Linked DNA regions of Neogale vison: region 1 is linked to region 2. The links are chromatin contacts, called in public Hi-C maps. All regions are on one chromosome and are shown on one strand. Each heading gives the region's core, a stretch centred on a gene start, on an enhancer-like site or on the middle of the called end of the contact. The rest is flanking DNA. Distances are from core to core; before and after follow the strand shown. Region 1 holds the start of FAM102B (protein FAM102B). Region 2 holds the start of LOC122900265 (calcium-binding mitochondrial carrier protein SCaMC-1).

The links. A called contact is a pair of places that touch in the nucleus more often than the background predicts.
Region 1: a contact with region 2 is called in a Hi-C map of fibroblasts, with 4 times the contacts expected there. The contact joins the promoter of FAM102B here to the promoter of LOC122900265 in region 2. A contact is called at or near these places in 2 of 3 Hi-C or Micro-C datasets (fibroblasts and muscle).

The regions. Positions count from the first base shown.
Region 1 is chr2:92,944,435-92,949,743 of ASM_NN_V1, forward strand. FAM102B (protein FAM102B) reads left to right here and starts at 1,404. Exons shown (of 11, transcript XM_044238802.1): 1 at 1,404-1,604. The coding sequence starts at 1,465.
Region 2 is chr2:92,791,528-92,797,387 of ASM_NN_V1, forward strand. It overlaps LOC122900265 (calcium-binding mitochondrial carrier protein SCaMC-1), which reads right to left and starts at 2,854. Exons shown (of 10, transcript XM_044238800.1): 1 at 2,519-2,854. The coding sequence starts at 2,701.

The DNA.
Region 1 (5,309 bases), core at 154-2,653, 150 kb after region 2:
TCTTTTTCTTGCACCTAGAACATCCCAGGCAAATCCTACACATTCTTTGAAATTCAGAACACAGATTAACTTTGCCTAATTGCTTCCTCTTCTAAGTTCTAGACAAATTGCTTACTTATTCTGAACAAACACAACCTGATGTGAGATTTAGTTTTTAATGAATGATTTACATATGTCTCTCACTAGATGGTAAAATTCTTGAAGGCGGGTTTTTGTCTTCATTTTTTTGATCACTTGGTGTAGCCAGTGACTGACATTCTAGGGGATTAAAAAGTATTTTATATGAATGAAGGCCTTAATAATTGAGTGAACTGGGAAGGAGAATCTCTGCAGTTACAGGCTTTCAGAGATTAGTGGCAATCTTGAGTTAAAAGGGCAATAACTCAGTCTGAAAAAACTAACTTTATGTAACCAAGTGGGCAACATATATTGTAACAACATACACAAGCCTATGGAAGGAAGGTAATTGCTCTGCATCTTAGACTTTATTTTCAGGCTTTTCAGTTCTCCGTTATGGACAGCCGTATTTTAAAAGGTAAGGTATTGTATTTTACCCCTCCTGTACTCTTTTATCCTGGGGGACAGGAATTAAAATATAAATAAGAGAAAATGCCTAAAGCAGTGCAGTGCCTGACCACCTGGAAGACCCTCAACGCATTTTAATCCCTTTCCTTTTTCCTACCTCGTCCTCATTTTATATTAGAAGCCTTGTGAATTTAGAGTATCTAAACCATATTTTAGTTTAAGATTTCAATTTGACGTAAACAACGTCGTGGAGATTCTGATTAGCCCTATTAACCCATGACTCTCAAACCCAAGAGGAAAAAAAAAAAAATCTCGAGGGGGAGGGGAAACAGGAGGCGGAGCAAAAACTGAAACCAGGCCGAGAGGAAGCTGTAGAAGGAAGCTCCTTTTTGGTTGGGTTTGTCTTTTTTTAACCCCAGAGAGGCGTGACGCTCTAACTGCCGTCGTGGGTCAGTTTCCCGGCGAAGCGCCCGCCCGCCCCGAATTTCCTCGCCCGCCCTCTCGCTTCCGCCCCGCGGTGCGCTGCTGGGCGCCGCCACTGGGGGCGCCTTGGGCCCCGTGGCTCTGAGGCGGCGGCGGCAGCGGCGGTCTTCCAGTCTTCGCCTTTCCCAGCTCTCAGACGGGCGGCGGCGGCGGCGACCAGCTGCACACCGAAAGGGCACCCACAGCCCAGGCGAGCTGCAGCACGACCGCTCCCCGCGGGCGGGCAGGGTCCGCGCCGCCGCGCTCCGGCCAGGGCTGCCGCGAGAGGCGGCGGCTGCGGCCCCTGCCCCGGCTCCGGCCGGCCCGCGGCGCCCTCCGGCCGCGCCCCCGCGCGCAGCTCGCGGCCCCGGCCATGGGGCTGCGCGGGCTCGGGGCTCCGGTGAGCTGAGGCGGCGGCGCCGGCCCGCGCGCCCCTTGGGGCCGCCCCCGCATCCCGCTCGCCGGCGTCTGGCGCTCATGATGATGAAGAAGAAGAAGTTTAAGTTTAAGGTGGACTTCGAGCTGGAAGAGCTCTCCTCGGTGCCCTTCGTCAATGGGGTCCTCTTCTGCAAGATGCGGCTGCTGGACGGCGGCAGCTTCACCGCAGAGTCCCCCAGGTAACGCGCCCTCCGCGCCCCGGCGAGCCGCTGCGCCCGCCCCGCTGGGGTTTCTTCGATGGGCAGCTTGTCGTTGCTTGGCCCATTTGCTCTCTTCTCTTTCTCTAGAGCTTCTCTTTCTCTAGAGACCGGTCTGAAATCAGGAGTTCATTGATCTGCACAAAGTGCTTCGCAAATGGGTCCATCTCGGCTGGGCTTGGCTCCTGTCTCCTGATTCCAGATGGTTCCTGGTATCTGCGCTTCCCTCCTCAGTGCTCTAGGAATGGGAGCCACGGCCAGAAGGGAGAGAATACTTCTGGTTTCTCTTAAGACATCTTCATATTTGCGAAATGTAAAATGGAACTCGAATTGTTGTTGCAAAACCAAAAAGAACCCAAACTGCTTGAGTTTCAAGAGTCCTGGCCCTGGTCAGAAACATGTGCTTAGCGTAACTCCTTTTCTCTTGGTGCTTACTCGGGGACTCAGAAGCCCAGGATGCAACCACGGTAGGCCCTATCAGGCTTGACTTAAGTCAAGTGTTCCCTGGCCAGGAGACACCAGTTTGTGCCTCATAGGAGCGCTGCGTCTCCAGTTACGCGCTAACACTCACTGAATTACCAGTCTTGAGGTTGCCACTAGTGGCTCTCAGTGTGAAGGACTTAGAACCAGAAGGAGAGCCCAGACCTGCCCTCATTTTGAAATGAGGCCCTGGGCATTCTCCGGGAGAGTCATTGGCAGGTTACAGAATGAAGCCAAGGGTGATAGTGTTCCTTGAGTCACTTAAGGTCTGTTTGGCAGGTTGACAGATTTACCCTTAAGTTAGTTTTCCTTAAGAAAATAGGAGATTTATGGAATTTTTTAAAAATGAATTTTAAAGTTCCTGAGATCAAGGGAAGAGATGGACAGTTGATGCTTATTTTGCCTAAATTTACGACTCATAGACTTTATTTTTATCCTAGAAATATTCTTTCTTTTTACCTGTCATCCCTACTAGTGTAAACCCAGAAGGTCAATGGGTTTTGAAATTGGGGTCAGAAAATTGGCTGCGGTGGCAACGCTGAAGCCTATAGATGCCAGAAAATGTAAATGCCTAGTTGGCCAAAGCAAAGGATATATAAAGCGTTATCGACTCTCAGAATTAAAAAAACAGTTACCCGAGGATACTTTTTAAGATTAAACTGTGCTGCCAAATCTTTTGTGGTTATCCAGCTAATTAATTGCACTACAATCATAACACACTGGTGAGAGAACAGTGTAACTTAAAATGGTACAGCAAATATTGTACCAGCTCCTCAAGTGTGGAAAAGCCAAAACCAATTCTTGAATGTCCTGTGGGTGCAAATGACTATCTTACCCTGGGTCTTACCCTTTTCTTTCCGGGTCCCACCTGGCCACTTCGGGCTGTTAGACCAGCTCTTTTGGGTCAGTGGTGACACCTGGTGGTCAGGGTACTCTCTCTCTTACCTCTTTCTCCCTCAGATTATTGATTTGGCTTGCTACTCACAAATCAAGTTACTCCAGTATTGCACACAGCCATTTATTAAGCAAATACGTGTAGGTTGGGTCCTTTAAGTATATTATCTTATTTCATGCTGATAGCTAACCTGTAAGGTAGGGATTCCCATTTCGTGGATGAATAAACTGAGAGTCAGAAGGCTCAACTTAACCAAGGCCTGCAGATCTGGTAAGTAAAATGTCAGAATCTTGATACAGGTCTGCCTGATTTCAAACAGATTGATGCCAGATGAAGGAGAAAATTATGTGTTGTGCTGAATGGGGAGATTCCTAATAGTTTTAATAAGCAAAGGGTGTAATTTGATTTCTAATTTGCAAGAGTTGGAAAAAACAGAGTTTTCTGGGTTCAATTTACCCCTTTCTCTTCCAACAAAAATGTGGTCTTAATAAAAATCAGTAAGGTTAAGAATAATGCTCTATATAGCCAAACAAACAAAAATCCCTACAGTTTGGAAGGAAATGACTCATAATAAGGAATCTGTGCCTTGTTAGTTAGAGGTAACTGGTGTAAATAAAGCTAAGAGCAAGGATTTAGAATGAGGCCAATCTGAACCTGAATCCCAACTCCATGATAAACTTGGGTGGGTTGCTCAGTTTCTCAATTTCCATCTATAAAATAAAAACAATCATTGGCATGTAGGGTTGCTTTGAGGAATTTTAGGAAGATGATGTACTGAAAACAGCTCTCACAGTGCACTAGCACCCAGTCAACATTTTTAAAAAAGATCGATTTGTCAGAGAGAGAGAGAGAGAGTTCACGAGAGTACACACAAGCAGGGTGAGTGTCAGGTAGAGGGAAAGGCAGGCTCAGCGCAAAGCAAGGAGCCCAGTGTGGGACTTGATCCGATGACCCTGGGACCATGACCTGAGTTGAAAGCAGACACTTAACCGACTGAGTCATCCAGGTACCTACATCTAATCAACATTTGAAGAGAAGACAAAGAGCTTGTCCAAGAGGGTTTGCTTCCTTTAAGATATTGATACTTGATTCCTTTATTCTGACAACTATAAGAGTGTTGGTTTGAAAAAGATCTAATTTTTACAAGAAAAAAAAAATTGAAACACTTAAGGATGTGAATTACTTTTAAATTGCATAACTCAATTCTTGGATGCCAGTCTAGGCATTGCATCTCTGATTAAATGCTAGATTTTAATTAAAAAAAAAAAATAAGGGGCACCTAGGGGGCTCAGTCGATTGTGTCCCATTCTTGATTTCGGCTCAAGTCATGATCTCAATGTCCTGAGATCAAGCCCCGATCTGTCTCCATGCTCACTGTAGATTCTTCTTGTCCTCGCACTTTGCTCTTCCCTCTCTAAAATAAATAAATTAAATCTTAAATCTTTACGATAAAAAAACTTGTTGCCAACCCACCCCCCAAAAAACACTTTATATGCCTCTTATAAATCAAATGGTTAACACTATAACATTTCTCCCTTAAAAATATGAAATTAACTACATAGAAAAGGGTTAACATAGCAGGCCCAAGACTACTTTTCTTAGAAAGACCTGCTTACAGTGTTTTTGCTGGCATCTGAGAACCAGTTCCCTATACTGGTTCAAAACTTTTTTGAGTGTCTCCCTGTGCCTAGACTACAAACAATGTGAATTTTGGTCTCTGCCGGGGGGAGAGTGTCTGTACGACCAGCCCCCAAATAAGCTTCCTTGGTAGACAATATGTGTTCCTGTAATTCTATGCTGGAGAAACTGAGTTCTGGGTGACTCTACTAGGAGAGGACTCTTAGAAGCTTCTACTTGGTTTCCCATGACTTTGGTCCATGGACCTTTTAGTAGGCTTTACTGATTCTGCTTTTGTATTCTGTTTTGTATCATTTCACTATAATAAATCTTAGCCATGGGGCTCCTGGCTGGCTAAGTTGGTGGAGCATGCAACTCTTGATCTCGGGGTTGTGAGTTTGAGCCTCATTATTAAAGATTATTAAAAAAAAAAATCTTAGACACGAATACGACTATATGCCAAGTCCTATGAGGCTTCCTAATGGACCCCTCAACCTGGGGATGGTCTTGGGCATCACTGATACATGAATGTATGTAAAATAATAATTCATTTTTTAGAAAAAAGGCTTAGAGGTACATTGTAAATTATAGGTATATTTGACTTTAGACAGAAACTAAAGAGGCAGATCATTCATTGTTCAGCACATGTTAAATGAACATTTACCAGGTTTCAAGCTGTGTGGCAGGGATTCTGA
Region 2 (5,860 bases), core at 1,604-4,103:
ATAAAGTCTTCATAAAAAAGTGTTTATTTTATTTTATCCAGCATTTCATGATATCTTGCAGTAGGAGGATTTTTGGTCATCTTGTCCTATACATACTGGAAATATAAGGACTAACAACTTTACAATTAAATTTTATCTATTTTTTTCTGTATTATCTCAAAGGAGGCACTGCCTTATTTAGGCTATTTCAAATCAAGTCCTAAATCTTTTTGCATTATTGTGCTTAGATGACCCTCATCTAAGATATGACCCTCATCTTTGAGATGCTTGGTCTTAGTGGAGGATACAATCAATAACTAAACATAACACTCTCTGAAAATTATGATTTGTGTGAGACCAAGGACCTACACATAGTAGGGTGTGATCAACTCTTCCATAGAAAGTGGCCCAGAAAGACTCATCTCAGAGGAGGTGGTATTTATAAAAACAAAATGAAAACAAAAACCTCTTTTTTCCCCTAATCATAATAATATACAGTTATTTTAAAAAATGTCAATACAAGAATTGTGAAGAAAAAAGTAAAAAGGCAACTCCTACCATCCATAAATAATCATTACTAACCTTTTATTGAAGAAGACACCAGTCAGAAAAGAGTGCTGGGATTAGTTAATATCTATCATAAGCAGAGAGAGTGATATTATAAATATGTGTAGTATGTATAAAGTACATTTTATCCTTATGTATAAAATACATATATATGACAGTGATAAATATATGCCATCCTATTGTATGTTTGTATAGAGTGATTCTATACAATTTATAATTTGTTCATATATAAATTTTGGAAAATTAAACATATTTCTTATTCCTGATTTTGAGTTCATATTTTCTTAATGTTGTCAGAGGCTTGTCTATTTTAGTCATATATTTTTAAAAGATTTTATTTATTTCACAGAGAGAGAGAGAGAGATCAAGAGATCACAAGTAGGCAGGCGGGGGGGAGGGGGTGGGGAAGCAGGCCCCCCAACAAGCACAGAGCCTGATGCGGGGCTGGATCCCAGGGCTCCGAGATCATGACCTGAGCTGAAGGCAGAGGCCCAACCCACTGAGCCACCCAGGCATCCCTATTTCATTCATATTTTCAAAGAACCAACTGAAAAAGCAGGTCTTTGGGAATTTAAAGCATATATTTAAATAATTCAGGGTCAAAGATGAAATCACTTTGGAAATTACAAAGTACTTGAAACTAAACAGAAATACAAACTTGTGAAATGCCGCTAAAGCGAGGTAGGTGGGGGAATAGGGCAACTGAGTGATGGGAATTAAAGAGGGCGCACATGATGTGAAAGGCACTGGACATTATATGCAACTAATGAATCACTGGACACTACCCCCAAAACTAGTGATGTACTCTATGTTGGCTAATTGACTTTAAAGGCAAAAAAGTGATCAAAGGGATATTGTAGCTCAAAACTAAGGAATCAGCATTCAACTAAAAAATTAGAGCAAATGAGTACACCCAAAGAAAATAGAAGGAAATATACAGAAATTAATGAGAAAAAAATTAAAAAGAGAACATCAGTCAAAAGTACCAAAAGTTGGTTATTTCAAAGGATAAATAAAGTAGACAAATCTTTGGCAAGACTGAAGTGTGGGGGGTGGAGCTCGATATCAGAAATGAAATAGAGCATATAACCACACATAGAGTCAGAACGTTCTAAAAAATCATAATTGAGTATTAACGAACCTTGGAGACAAGTCTTCTAAAAATTGTAACTCACTAAATCTGACTCAATAAGAAATAGTAAATAAACTAAAGGCACCTAGAACTACTAAAGACATTGAACGGGTAGCTTAAAATATAACTGTGAAACAGTTGTTGGCTATTGGAGTTTAATCACCTTCCCTCTTGGGATAGGGAATGCCATAGTGTCCTCTTATGTTTCAGAGGAGTTGGAGAGGTTCCAAGTATCTCCACCCTGGTAAAGGGGCTGAGCTTCAGAGTCACAATTAAAATGACTCAGAGAAGTTGAAACTGCTCAGCGACCGGCCAACCCTTTAGATGAATTTATGCAGTTAGGACATTTAAGAAGGTCTTAAACAATGGAATGTTGCCTCTCCTCAACAGGAAGCTGGAAGAAACAAAGGATTGGTTTTTGGTTTTCAAAAGTTCTGAAAGACTAGACAAAACTAGCTAGTGTAACAAAAGCAGCTTCTAAGGGATGCAAAATATGAGCCTTTTACGGAACGTGAGGCCCATTTAAGTCTGAGAGCTCAAAAAAAAATTACTGATTAATTTTGCAAAAAGGCAGGTGAAGGACCTGGGATGCATTCCTACCCAAAGTGCTATGGAACAGCGCTTTATATTGTTACAGTGGGCCACCATGTTCGCTGCACTCATTTCATTCGGAAAAATACCTGTAGGCTTTCAGGCTGACGCGCATCGGCTCCGGGAGTAACTGGCCCCGTGCCCCACTCCCGAGCTTCGGAACCCAGTCGCGGGCTGGAACCCGCAGTTCCGCCTTCCGCCGCCCGCGCCCAGAATCTCCGCAGCCCTCCCGGACGCACAGCGACCCACCTCCTCGGCGTCCTGGCCCAGCGGGATGCCCAGGCTCTTGAGCCCCTCCTGAAGCTCGCGGATGTCCACCACGCCGTCCTTGTTGTGGTCCAGCCTCTGGAAGAGGGTCTCGTAGCGCGTCCGCGGCTCCGCGTCCTGGCAGGCCGCCGCAGGCAGCACGAAGCCCCGCAGCCAGCGTAGCATGGTCCGGGAGGCGAGGGGCGGCCCAGCCCAGGGGGGTCACGGGGACGAGGACTGCCGGGCGCGACGAGGTCCCGCGCGACGGCCGCCGCCTGGTTTCGAGGCGTCCAGGGAGCAAGAGCAGAGGCAGACCCCGGCCCAGCCCAGCTCGGCGCGCAGGGAGTGGCCGCTCCCGCTGCTACCCGGGGAGGAGCTCGCCGGGCGCCGGCCTCCCTGAGAGGCGTGGAGGGGCGGGCCCGGAGCTGCCTGGCAAGGGCAGGAAGTGAGAGGCCGGCGGGTGGGTCTCGGGAGGGGCGTTGGGACCTGGGGAAAGAGTTCCGCTCTTTCTCCGTGAGCTGTCAGAGGTGCAGGTTCGAGGGGGAAACCCCCCAGAGGCCTTGGTTTTGGGCTTCCGCTGATTAAGTGCTGGGGGAGGGGGAGAGAAAGTTCGAAGCTTGGGTTACTCCACTTCAAGCTCCCATACCTAACAGCTTGGAGTCTGCAAACTGCCCACAGGTAGTCAGCCTTCTCTGCATAGACATTTGGGACCCGTCGGGCGGCACAGATCTCGGACTTTTTCCGAGAGGCTCCACAGATACTACCCATCTCTGGACCTGTTTTCTATTGACAAAAATGAGGAAATTGAGTGCTTGCTCTCCTGGGTTGGGAATTCTTCTTTAAGAAGCAGAGGAGTTAAAGCTGAAAGCAATTTAAAGAACAAAAGCAGCACCTGAAACCAATACAATATTACATGTCAATTACACCTCAATAAAACTGGGGTATCAGAAAGAGAAATTCAAGGTTCGTCCAGGTGGGTGGTGGTAAAAAGAAAGGCTACTTGGCTCTACAGCTTAGTTTGATCTGCCCGCTGATAAATCACAGGATTTGCCAACAGCATTTGTGAGCAAAACCTCAGGTCCCTGACTCTCGGGAATGGGTGCAATTCCAAATTTAGGGCTTACTTCATAACATGGAATAAGACCGGGATCCTTGGACGTCGAAAATGCCTTCCGCTCTGTAAACCTGTAAATGTGGCAGAGCCTCTCTGAGCAGCCTCTTATCAGTAAAATGAAAGCAGGAATATCTGCCTCATGACAATGTTGTAGATTGTATGCAAAAGGTCTTAATACGCACAAGTGCCAAATGGGATATCATAAACTAATAATTTTCTGTTCATTCATAGCTGCTAAACAGAAACTGTCATTGCATTCCTTTATTTACAGAAAATACAACTGGGTACTTGTAAGGCTCTCCCCACATACTCTGAATCACTAAGCAAACACTCGTTCTTCCAACAAAACCCAGGAACTTGAACCCTGAGTCACTTCCCCCATATCATTTTTTACATTTAAGATATATGTGAATCTAGAGTTGCAAATTGAGGGCTGTCTGTTTAGTTAAATCACGGTGTGATCAATTTATTTCTTTATATTACTTCCAATTTCTGGTCTTAAGAATTATCCTCTTCCTGGGGCACCTGGGTGGCTCAGTGGGTTAGGCCTCTGCCTTCCGCTCCGGTCATGATCTCAGGATCCTGGGATCGAGCCCCATATCAGGCTCTCTGCTCAGCAGGGAGCCTGCTTTCCTCCCTCTCTCTCTGCCTGCCTCTCTGCCTACTTGTGATCTCTGTCTGTCAAATAAATAAATAAAATCTTTAAAAAAAAAAAAAGAATTATCCTCTTCCTTGGAAAAGCCTTCCAATGTCATCAGATTGTTGTATCTGTCCTTAATAACCTCTTTTAACCTCCACTGTGTATACTCTGTACTCGGAAATGCTGCTTGAAATAGTCATCCTAGACTTGAATGGTTTACATTTTTTTTTTTTTGCAGTAATTGGAGAAATTGTCCATCAAAATTTTGACTGAGAAAATTTATGTTCACACAAAAACTTGTACAAGAAAGATTATAGCAGTTTTTTTTAAAGATTTTATTTATTTATTTGACAGAGATCACAAGTAGGCAGAGAGGCAGGCAGAGAGAGAGGAGGAAGCAGGCCCCCCGCCAAGCAGAGAGCCCGATGTGGGACTTGATCCCAGGACTCTGAGATCATGACCTGAGCCAAAGGCAGCGGCTTAACCCACTGAGCCACCCAGGCACCCGATTATAGCAGTTTTATTCAAAAACAGTTCATGACGTGTTGTTACACAACACTATGGCTACAGACCAGCAGCATCAGTATCACTTGGGAACTTTTTAGGAAATAGTCTCAGGACCACCCCAGAGCTGCACTTATGCAAGAGCCCCAGGTGATCCTTTCCTATATTAACGTTTGAGACACTCTGCTAGTAAAAATAATACCATTCAAAGTGTGGTTTGCACTCTAGTGCCAGACTGCGAGCTGCTACCTGTTCACAACAAGCTAAAGCAAAGATTTAGAAGCATTTAGAAACTTTATAGCAGTTTTGATGGAGTACTTTTGTTTGTTGAATCTGATAATAGCTCATGAATTATCTTTTTAATTTCACTTTTCTAATAAATCATTTTTACTGAATTTTACAACAGTATGTGTCCACAACAGATTAAGAAGACACTGTTACCGTACAGAATAAAAGTAAAGTCAACAATAGAAACTTCCTGCATGAGAGAATAAAACTTTACATCTGCAAGAGAGAGGGCATCCCTATCCATTTCTGTGTTAATAATTCCCAAAGACCAGTGGTTCCTGTAGAGGTCAAGAGGAGAAACTTTGAACTCCCTCAGATTTCCTTACCCTGATTCATTTCTGTGGTCAGGACAGAAGTTGGGGGTTCAGCCCAATTCAGCTTGCAACTACTTTTCCCAGCTTCTAGCTGTTTTAAATACTACCATCTTCCATGGAGACAACCTTCATTTTAAGTTTTAATTCTATCACATTAAGCTAAGTGAATATTCTTCCCAGATTTTCTAAGTCATTTAGGAGACAGATTTCAAGATAACAAGGTGCTACATATATTCAAATCTTTCATGTCTTTTACATTAAAGTTTGTCTGCGTATGTCTTTGTAACATCTTCAAACTCACCATCACTTGTTTCTTCGTAGTAATATGGCTGTACCTGTATCTTTATAAGTTTCAAAGAGTGTAAGAGCAATTCGATTTGCAGAAAGTTCAACATTTTCAGACTGTTATTTCCTGAAGGAAAAACAGCCACTATTAGGGAAAATGGCCACCATGTAATATTGCGAACAGCTCAATAGAGGGTGCT